Linked DNA regions of Cyprinus carpio: region 1 is linked to region 2. The links are chromatin contacts, called in public Hi-C maps. All regions are on one chromosome and are shown on one strand. Each heading gives the region's core, a stretch centred on a gene start, on an enhancer-like site or on the middle of the called end of the contact. The rest is flanking DNA. Distances are from core to core; before and after follow the strand shown.

Evidence for each region. A called contact is a pair of places that touch in the nucleus more often than the background predicts.
Region 1: a contact with region 2 is called in a Hi-C map of liver, with 2.7 times the contacts expected there. The contact joins the enhancer-like site here to the promoter of LOC109093468 in region 2. A contact is called at or near these places in 3 of 8 Hi-C or Micro-C datasets (liver and skeletal muscle).

What each region holds. Positions count from the first base shown.
Region 1 is chrB7:22,328,470-22,333,532 of ASM1834038v1, forward strand. No RefSeq gene overlaps it. Among protein-coding and RNA genes, the nearest start is that of LOC109092859, 37 kb to the right of the region's middle. Within about 2 kb of position 2,917, at least 1 of the 8 cell types and tissues checked has an H3K27ac peak or open chromatin away from gene starts, as enhancers often do. A contact at or near this core is called in liver, where this site is marked.
Region 2 is chrB7:22,288,303-22,293,262 of ASM1834038v1, forward strand. It overlaps LOC109093468 (CCAAT/enhancer-binding protein gamma-like), which reads left to right and starts at 2,621. Exons shown (of 3, transcript XM_042727906.1): 1 at 2,621-2,777; 2 at 3,791-4,029; 3 at 4,298-4,960. The coding sequence starts at 3,913. The coding sequence ends at 4,681.

The DNA.
Region 1 (5,063 bases), core at 1,667-4,166, 40 kb after region 2:
TGCAATATTCTTTGTAGCATATTTACTTGCATGTGAGGCTATTTTGATGCAAAGTGATTATAGCTGGATGTGTTTCTAGGTAACCATTGCTAACAAGAACACAATGTTTGGATGTGCTCCTCCCGCACCTTGTTGATAAAACATCATTTAATGTTAGCTGGTCATTTTGTGTCAGGATCAAAAAACAGTAAAATTTGTTTTTTTTTTGTGAAAAGTTCATTTTTTTGGCCAATGAAGCTTTTAGCAATTATTTAAAATGCATCTGATCACTCTACCCAATAATCTAGAAACAATATGAATGAACACCACAACAGCTTAAGCAGCAAACTTTGCAAAACACAAAACTTACGTCACTGCCAAAACTTTTGGCCATGACTGTAGATTAAGATGTAGTACAACAGCTACAGTTTTTCCCCACATCAGAAAAATGTGATTGGTAATGTTTCAATCCACAAATCACTTCAACCCATGACAAATGCTCCCATATGCTTTTATAGAGCCACTGTCTATTATGTTTAATTCTTGCTAAGATGATTGTCCAGTCTGGGATTATGTACATATGGAAGATTTTTCATGTTTTGATAGTCATTGCATTTATTTAATCAAAAATATAGTAAAATTGTGAAATATTACTACAATTTAAAGTGACTTTATTGTAAAACATTTTAAAATGTAATTTATTCCTGTGATGCAAAGCTGAATTTTTAGTAGTCATTACCCCAGTCTTTGCTGCTCATGAAACAATTATTAAAATGCTGAAAACAGTAAAAAATAAATAAATAAATAAATAAACTGCATTTATTTGAAATAGAAGATTTTTTGTAAAAGTCATATAGTTTAAGTCTTTACTGTCATTTTTGATACATTTAATGCATGCTTTATGAATGAAAGTGTTCATTTCTTTCAAAAAAAAAAAATTAAACAGCAAACAGCCTGAAACTTGTGAACGGTATTATCAAAATAGTGTATGTTCTTTAAGGACAGTGACTATAGCGTGGATCAGGCATGAGATAGATGCAACGCAGATCCCTGAGGGAGGTTTGCAATGCAGTGCACAGTAGAGAGTGAGTGCACCCTGGATTTACAGCATCTGGCACTCAATCTGTGGCCTTCACAGCTGCCTTATCTGTTTCCAACACTGAGAGACTGCTGGGGTTAGTTCAGGACAGACACTAGCACTCGTGCACGCATATGAAAGAACACACTTTCATGTACGGACATACACACATGCTATTGTCACGTGGAGGACAAGAGTCTGGAACTGCTAGTAACAATGCTTCTGCTTTTCTAATTAAATAAATGATTTTGAAAATAACAGAAAAATGTAGACGTGTTTCAAAATTTGTTAGTGTTTGGTATTTCTCTTAAATGACAGCTGAACACAAGCACCAGAAATTTGTGTAAAACCTGATGATCATGTGATCCAGCATGATTTGAGATCATCCAAAGAGCATTTTGTCCTTCAGTGAATGCAACTGACCTTTAGTACAAACAGTTAACATGGTCAGTGACACAAGTTTGCTTACTTGATAAGTGTTCTAAAAATAGCACATTTTACATCATAATTGTTCCTGTTTTAACAATGGTAAATCCAAAAATTTGTAGTTCTGTATATATACTGACAATAAAAAATATGCACTGCCAGCCAAAAGTTTGGAATACATTTTTTTAATGTCTCTAAAAGGAGTCTATTATGCTCACAAATGCTGCATTTATTTGATCCAAAAATACAGTAAAACAAGTAATATTGTGAAATTTTATTACAGTTTACAACTGTTTTCTATTTGAATATATATTAAAATGTCATTTATTCCTGAATTTTCAGTAGCCAGTCTTCTCCAGTCATCAGATTTTAGAAATCATTTTGCTGATTTGGTGTTCAATTATTATTAATGCTCAGTAGTTAGTAGTAGTGGTTCTTATGTTAAATACTGTTTTTGCTGTTTTTGATTTGATTCTTATGGCTTGACTTAACATACATCCAAAAGAAAACTCCTTGACTTCATCACATACTGTTTTTGTTGCTATTAAATTGTAAGTAGTCATTTAGCAGACACTTGCAGTACATTATGTTCAAGGCAGGAGCAACTTGAGTGCTTTGTTCAAGGGAACAGTAATGACTTAATGACTTCTTCTTCACGACTTGCTCCTTGTGGGTCTTCAGTCTTGTTTCTGAGGTTCAGCAACTATCCAACATTATAAAACCATTCCATCAAAAGGCAGAATCACTTTACTAAGCAACAAATATTTCTGCTTTCTTCACTTCTTTTCTTTCATTGTCTTTCACCTGTCACAATGATCTACTGGTTTGAGTTTCATCCTCGGCCTCACGCTGTCCTGTTACCACCCCCCGCAGACCCACTGTCTTCTGACAGCTCATTCATCGATTTTGAAACTTCTTTAGGGATTTGGGACACAATCTAAAAGAAAAATTAATGCCAGAAATTAATGACTTCCAGTGTGTTTGCTGAAAGAGCACATACGAGGAAAATAAACCATTTAGAAACTGATGTTCTGATTAATCCACAGAAGAGATTTTTGGTGAACAACCTTGTTGCAACAGTGAAAGGCTATCACCTTTGTTCCACTTTGGTGTCAGTTTGTGAGTTTTTGCATGTGCGTGTATACCATTAAAGGGGGAATTTGTTACATGTTTGTGTTTATATGAAACTGGGAAGTTCCATGTGATTCTTTATTAATAAAATGTATTATAGATATAACCATCAGTTGAGAAAGTAAAATTATCCCATTTGAGTCAGGATCCAAATTTTGGGATCTTTATATGGAACAGGCAAACAGCATTGATTTATTAGTTCTCAGCACTACATTCCAATTTAAAAAAAGAACAGTTGCACATTTACACATTTATAATGATTTGATGGAAGGAATTGAGTCTGACCATTCTGTTTGACCTCTTGTTATAACTCAAAAAAATGAAGTAAATCTCAAAGCAAACAAAGTCAGATATAGCCAGACATCCTTACCTTCAGCCTTGTGTGACGTTACCATGAACACACCTCAGAAGTTTTCCATTTGTTAGTGTAAATGTGTGTCATCTGAGTTGTCTGATTTTGAGTAAAGTCTGTGTGCTGTCAGGAGGAAATAAACTCTAATGACCGCTTATTAAAGTAATTCGATAAGTTAAAGAGGCCCAGTTTCATTCACACTCTATTTGTATTGCATTATCTACATTATGGTGATTGAGACCTGCCTTGCGCCGAGTGTATGATAGGGCCCTTAATGGCTAATCTGCCATCTGATATCACTGTTTTACACTATATTGCTTTAAGGGCCACGTGACAAGGTTTCTGAGTTTCGTTTTAGCTGGTCTGGGGAGCCTAGCAGCATCTAGTCAACATTTTCTGCATTAACATTTCTGCATTAACATTTTAAACAACAAAAAATAAATTAACAGAGAAGCAGCAACTGGCAGGTCATGTCCATGAAGTTAAGACACTTGTATATTCTGTTTGAAATGGAATATACATATTAGTCTTTTACCTGGACTAATATTTATTTATAATATATTAAAAGTCTCTCATCATACTGTGTTAAAAACAAATGCATATTTATATTATATAAATATATTTTTATATAATAATCACTACTGTTTAAAAGTTTGGGGTTGGTAAAATTTTTAATGTTTTTTTTTAAGTGTATTATTCTTTCTCTCCAGAGATACAGTAAATGCAGTAAACTAGTACTACTGTAAAATGACTGTTTTCTATTTTAATCTTTTTTAAAATTGAACTTTTTCCTGCAATGACAAAGCTGAATTTTCATTTTATTCAATTCAATTACTACAGTTTAAAGATGCAATAATAATATGGCTCAGAGTCTTGATGGACTGCCCTGCACTTGAATAGTTGTGGAAAAACCTCACCAGTATGTGCCCACACTGTTCATTCAGAAGATAACAGGTACAATAAATGATCATGAAGTGTGCATAAAATGATGGTAATGGCTTTCTCAAGGTCATCTTTCATCTATAATTTCCTTGTATGCACACCTGTATGAATGAGGTTATTTAAACGACTGCCATAACAATTTCTGACTTGTGTTGAGCATTTCAAGTTTAATGTGGAGCCTGTGTGACTCAAGCAGAGATCTTAGCAAAGTGACAGTTTTATGGTGATTCAAGCACACATACACACACTCATACACTCATGGCTCCTTAATTTCCCTGCACAACACATTTATGTTCCTCAAAGGATGAATGAATTTCTGTGCTGGAAGCAGAGTGCTAATGTATTCTGTGGAGTGTTCACTAGGTTTAAAACTTTGCCAAACTTATCTTTGAATAATCCAAATTCAACATTTAGTATATTTGTTGGTATCCCAGTAGGTTTTATTTTATATTTCAAAACTAGTTCTACTGATAGACCTGCTGAACACACTAAATAACATCAACTCTTGCCCTACATAGCTGTTAACCATGTGTGATGGTCATTTCTTGCACTATTACAGAACTGACTATTACTCATCAGACCTTTATCTCTAATGGGACTCAGTTTGGCCATCATGCCAGCATTTCTTAGAAAGCTTGTGTCATGATGCCACCCACTGTCCTATCTCGCCAAGCTCCGCCCCCATACCTCAGAGGCTTTTAGGGACAGACCTTCAGGTCATTTTTGCTCTGGCTCAGCTGCTGAACTATCAAGCAAAAAAAAAAGAAAAAATACAGTGTTCGTGTTTGTGTGCCCATTTTTTATAACGCAATAGAACTGATGTTGCATAACACGCAAATAATACCCCCGACAGTCATTACTCTAGACCACACTCTCCTGATATGACACACCATTTTTTAATACGGTTTTCCGTTGGTACTTTTTGTGGCTGGGTGCTGTTATTGTGCAATGGACCAGTCCCTTGATAGTTCTGATAGTGGGCTCGGGATACTGGTATTGTGAGGCAGAGAGGCCAAGTTGGGATCCAAAAACAGGAAAATTGCATATTGTGTCCAGGTGGAACTCATACAGTTGTCAGGGTTTTGAACTTGATCTAATAATGTGAATGAAGACCAAAATCCACACCCATGGCTTGGTCAGCAAACAGTTTATCAT
Region 2 (4,960 bases), core at 1,371-3,870:
GTACTTACGTTCGAATAGTACAAACGTCTGAAGCTATAAGAGAAACATACAAAATGTGTGAGACTGGAATTGAAAACCGCTGCTACACTGCTCAAAACTCGCATTTGAATCATCAGTGGCAAATCCTGTACATATGTAAACGTACTTACAGACTGTGAGTCAGAAGCGCAGGCATTGTAGTCTACTCTCCCAGGATCAGGAAACAGTCCTCCATAAAATGTGCTGCACACATCTGAATATTTGGGTTCTGAAACAGTGTTGTAAATTCAGTTTAACCACTGATTTCTAGTCGTGACCTCTTTTGGAATGCCAAACAAAGTTTTTTCGCTTTCACAATAAAACAGCGTCTCCACTAGTGATGGGAAGTTCAGATTATTTTACTGACTCAGACCTTTGAGTCTCGTTCAGCAAAATGAAAAAAATCTGTTTTCAAGTCATTTCGTTCATTTAAGCAAAATGTAATTAAAATGTTACGTGTTACTTCCCTAACACATCTACTACTTACGCAAACTTTGATCACAATACAAACAATACAAAACTATAATGCTATAAGAAACAGAAAAGATTCATTCAATATTTACCTGGGTTTTTAGCCTATGATTAGTTTACCTCACCTCTTATCTGACAAGTCTTTGGGTTTGAGTCATCGTTCATCAAGTGACAGCCCCATACGCTAAACCTATGCTGTCTGAGCCGGAAAGAGAATTGATTAGTTAATCTTTCGAGTCCTTCTTTTGTCACGTGATGTGACAGCGTTGGATAGAGAAATTAATTTCCTTACAAACGGGTGATCATAACATGATGTATAATAACATCATTATTTTAATTATTATTTACTCTTACAGTTACTTGATGCGTTTCTGGTCTCAAATTGTAGCTTTTTATTTCTTACAGTTTATAAATGTGTGAATTTCTGTCATGATAATTCTTTTCCATAACACTGAATGTGGTAACAAAGGTAATAAAGAGTTAGTTATTATTATTAAGTCTCTTTCCGGCTCAGACAGCACAGGTTTAGCTTATGGCTAATTATTGTGATCCAAGATTTGCCTTGCATTTCAGGTGAAGGATAATCCACTTCTTATCTCCGAGACTGTGTTACGATCTATATGACCTTATTATTTTTATTGTGAGTATTAGGCGTATAATTATTGCTGATCACTGTTGTTGTGCTATGATATTGTAATATTTAACATTATATAATCAGAGGGGTATAGAAAAGTTTATGAAAGTATCACTCCATAATACAATAGCAAAATATATACATATGTATAGTATTTTTATGTTACATTTATCAGTATTTAGCATACATTCCTAAGGAAAGGATATGGACCAGAAAACTTTGCAATTACTAAATGATACTTAGACAGACTTAAAGAAGTTCCAGATCTACACTTGTGCTCTTATTATTTTAGTTATTTTGCTTTTAATGTAAATAAACATGTGCAAACAATATACTTGATCTTGTGAATTTATTTTGATGTTAATTACGTGCGAGCTGTCTCTTTAATACCGCGTGGTTAATACACATGTCGCTGCTGATTGGGCTGACATGTTTGACATACCCACCAAACAAGAGAAAACACAACCCAGACCCCGTTGCACACCGTTTCCAGGAAACATGTCGTTCAAACCGGAAACCGTAGCAATAGATGCACACCGGTTGGAGCTTGAACTTGGTCCCAAAGACTCAAGAGATCAAATAATTGATTCTCTTTCTGGTTCAGACTGCATTGGTTAAGTATGGGGCTGTCACGTGATGAAGGAACGACTCGAAAAACCCGAAGACGCGAAACAGGTGAACTAATTTCAGTAGGCTACAGAACCCATTGGAAGTTGCACATGCGCGACTGAACGAATCACTCCCCGAGGCAACTGCTTCGTCCCGAGTCACATTAAAGATTCGTTGAAAATTAACAAATCGTTCGAGAACGACCCATCACTAGTCTCCACAACATGGCACCGGCGGCAACAGAGAGAATCAAAAGTTACACCTTCTTTCTTTGCGTGAACATTTGGGTGGCGTCATGCAAATATTCCCACATGGTGAGACATGTGGGGCGTGTTTAAATGAGGCGCTTTAGGAGGGCGTGGACAAGTCTTAACTTTTATAAAGAATATCTCTTTGGGTTTGAGACTTTAGTCTTTGCAACTTAACAGGTCTTCTTTATGCACCAAGAGCTTGTAACACTCCAAAGAGAAAGGAAAACTTGAAATTGCATCATATGACCCCTTTAAAGAGTTTAAAATCTATCTTTGGGAGTTTTCTTTGAAAATGTACATTTATGAATGTAAAATTTGGTGAGAAATATGCCTAGCAACAAATAAATAATACATTTTAAGTGAGAAGGGTCTATTCAAAGAGTAACCAAAGAACAATTTTCAGGGGGGTTTACTTATACAGAAGTTAGAATATAGATATTTTTAACAAAATTAGAAAAGTCAAGGCCTAAAATGAGAGGTATAATGTTACCTTGTTTAGTATTCTTGACTGATCTTATGTTTCATTGCATGAAACGCCCCTAACCGACAAATGCTGCCTGATTGGTTTAGTGACATGTCAATCAAACAGTGTATTTCGTCATCTCTCCCAACCCTCTGATTTGATTGGTTGCGAGAGCAGATTTCCCTACATGGTCACAAGATTTCGCAATACTCCCAAGCGCCGCTTTACTAAACAATAACACCTCAACCTGTGCTTATGTTTCCTTGAACAAAGAGGACATTATTCTTTATTAACTCAATTGGATAACTTATAAGCCTCGATCGTTTTCAAGGTAAGTGGTCTGGGTATATCGTAAGATAGCTATACAGACTGTCGAATTGATTTTTTTTATCAGTTAAACGATGGCTCGCTAACTGAGAGGATCCGTGCCGCTCACTCGATTGCAAAACACCTTCAACTCACGGATCTGAAGCCAGCGAGAGCTTCATTACCCACAATTAAACATGATCGCGATCGACTGTGGCGCATTATCCTTTGATTCGCGTAACTTTTATGTAGAAAGCAGCATGTGTGCGCTCTCGTTTCATTGTTAGACGCCTGACGTCATGGTTAGGAATGTGGCAGCTAGTTAGCCAACCTGCTAACCTGCAGTAGATCTCACTGGCTACAGACTCGCCTACACCTAAAGAAACACTTCTGTCAGCATCGTGAGGGTTTTACATGGATACGCGATAGGTTACAATACTGTTTTACCGGATCTGCTGCGATTTTGAATGTAGGCACACTGTTGTTGAAAGTAAGTCAGCGGTATTCCCCTTCATTCCCACAGTTCCGTGTATGATGTAATCAGCCAGATATGAGTCAAACAACATACAAAACACTGCCCAGCTTTAAAACTACGTCACTAATAAACTTTAAATTGCTTCACTATTCTGGCGTTTGTTTAAAATGTTAACTTTAGCTCGACATAGTTCTGCATGACTACGGAGTTTCCCTTCTCTCGTGTAACGTTACAAAGGAGCGGGTGGGAGCGCGAGCGATGATGCAACCGCGGGCAACACTTGAGCTCGCGCTCTTAGGAGAGAAAGAGAATTTGCCACATATGCACATTGACATGGCAGCAAGGTCGGATTACAACAACTTAACGCTAACGGATGAGCACAGGCGGTTGACCCGACTTTTAGGTGTTGCAGCATTTTGCTGAAATAATGCGTTTCTGCGCGGTGCGTCTGCTCAGGTGGGAATTGTGTGGCATCGAATTAAGCAAAGTGTGATGGAGTATCATGCTGATGTGTGCAGAGTACTTTGTCTAACTTCTTTCTCTCCATTTTGTCTGGTTTGTAGGCACACGCTGCATTTTGTGGCATTCAGCTTCTCACAAGACCAGCTAACACCAACTCCAGCTCTGCGAAGTCCGACAACACAGGTCGGAGAGGGAGAGAGAAAGACAGTGGAAGTGGATCCAAATGAGCAAGCAGTTGCAGCAGAAGATATCCAGCACAGATCAGAACGGCGTTAGTGTTATACAGAATCAACCACATAATAGTGCACTGAACCCGGTAGGATCTGCAGGACTACAGCAGGTACACACATCAACAAACTAACCTACTTAACCATGCATTTCCGAATATTAATATTCATGACTCCGTAAAAGCATTGCATTGTCATTTTGCAGTGCTTAAACCATGGTATGTATTCGTAAAGTGCATTCAATCATCCAGTTTCTCACCATCTTGAGGAATAAGATTTGTAGAAGATTTGCAACCTAGTTGTCAAAACTGCAGATTAGTTGTGTATTAGGTATGTGGTTGCTTGTCTTTACTATGCATGACATTATTTTAATTCTGACAGGTTCCTCAATTAGTCCCAGTGAGTCCCGGAGGTGGGGGTAAGGCCACGCCACCCAGCAAGATGAAGAAGTCCTCTATGGATAAAAACAGCGATGAGTACCGCCAACGGAGAGAACGCAACAACCTAGCCGTAAAGAAGAGTCGCATGCGCAGCAAGCAGAAGGCACAGGACACTCAGCAGCGTGTCAATGAGCTGAAGGAGGAGAATGAGAGACTGGAGGCCAAAATCAAATTGCTTAGCAAAGAACTGAGTGTGCTCAAAGACCTGTTTCTAGAGCATGCTCACAACCTCGCAGACAACGTGCAGCCCCCTGCTTCTGGTGGAGGCCCCGGAGACCTCTGCAACAACAACAACAACAACAGTGGCAGTAACAGCAGCCAGTGAGGGCCTGATGTTGGTTTGCAGTGTGCTCTGCTGTGGGCTGTGTGGAGGCTGTCTAGGCAAATCATTTTACTTAATTGTATTATGCTTTTTTCCCCTCCCATTCCTGAAATGTGTACTGTCCGCAGTGTTTAACTTCAGTTTGTACACTCAAATTCAGTTTCCTTTTCCACTCGTATTATATCTCATGCAGAATGTACGATCGCCATAGCAACCGCAGAAAGTTCAACCCACGCTCTGTTTTGATGTGCAGGAGATAACTTTAATATCTGCCTTCCATTT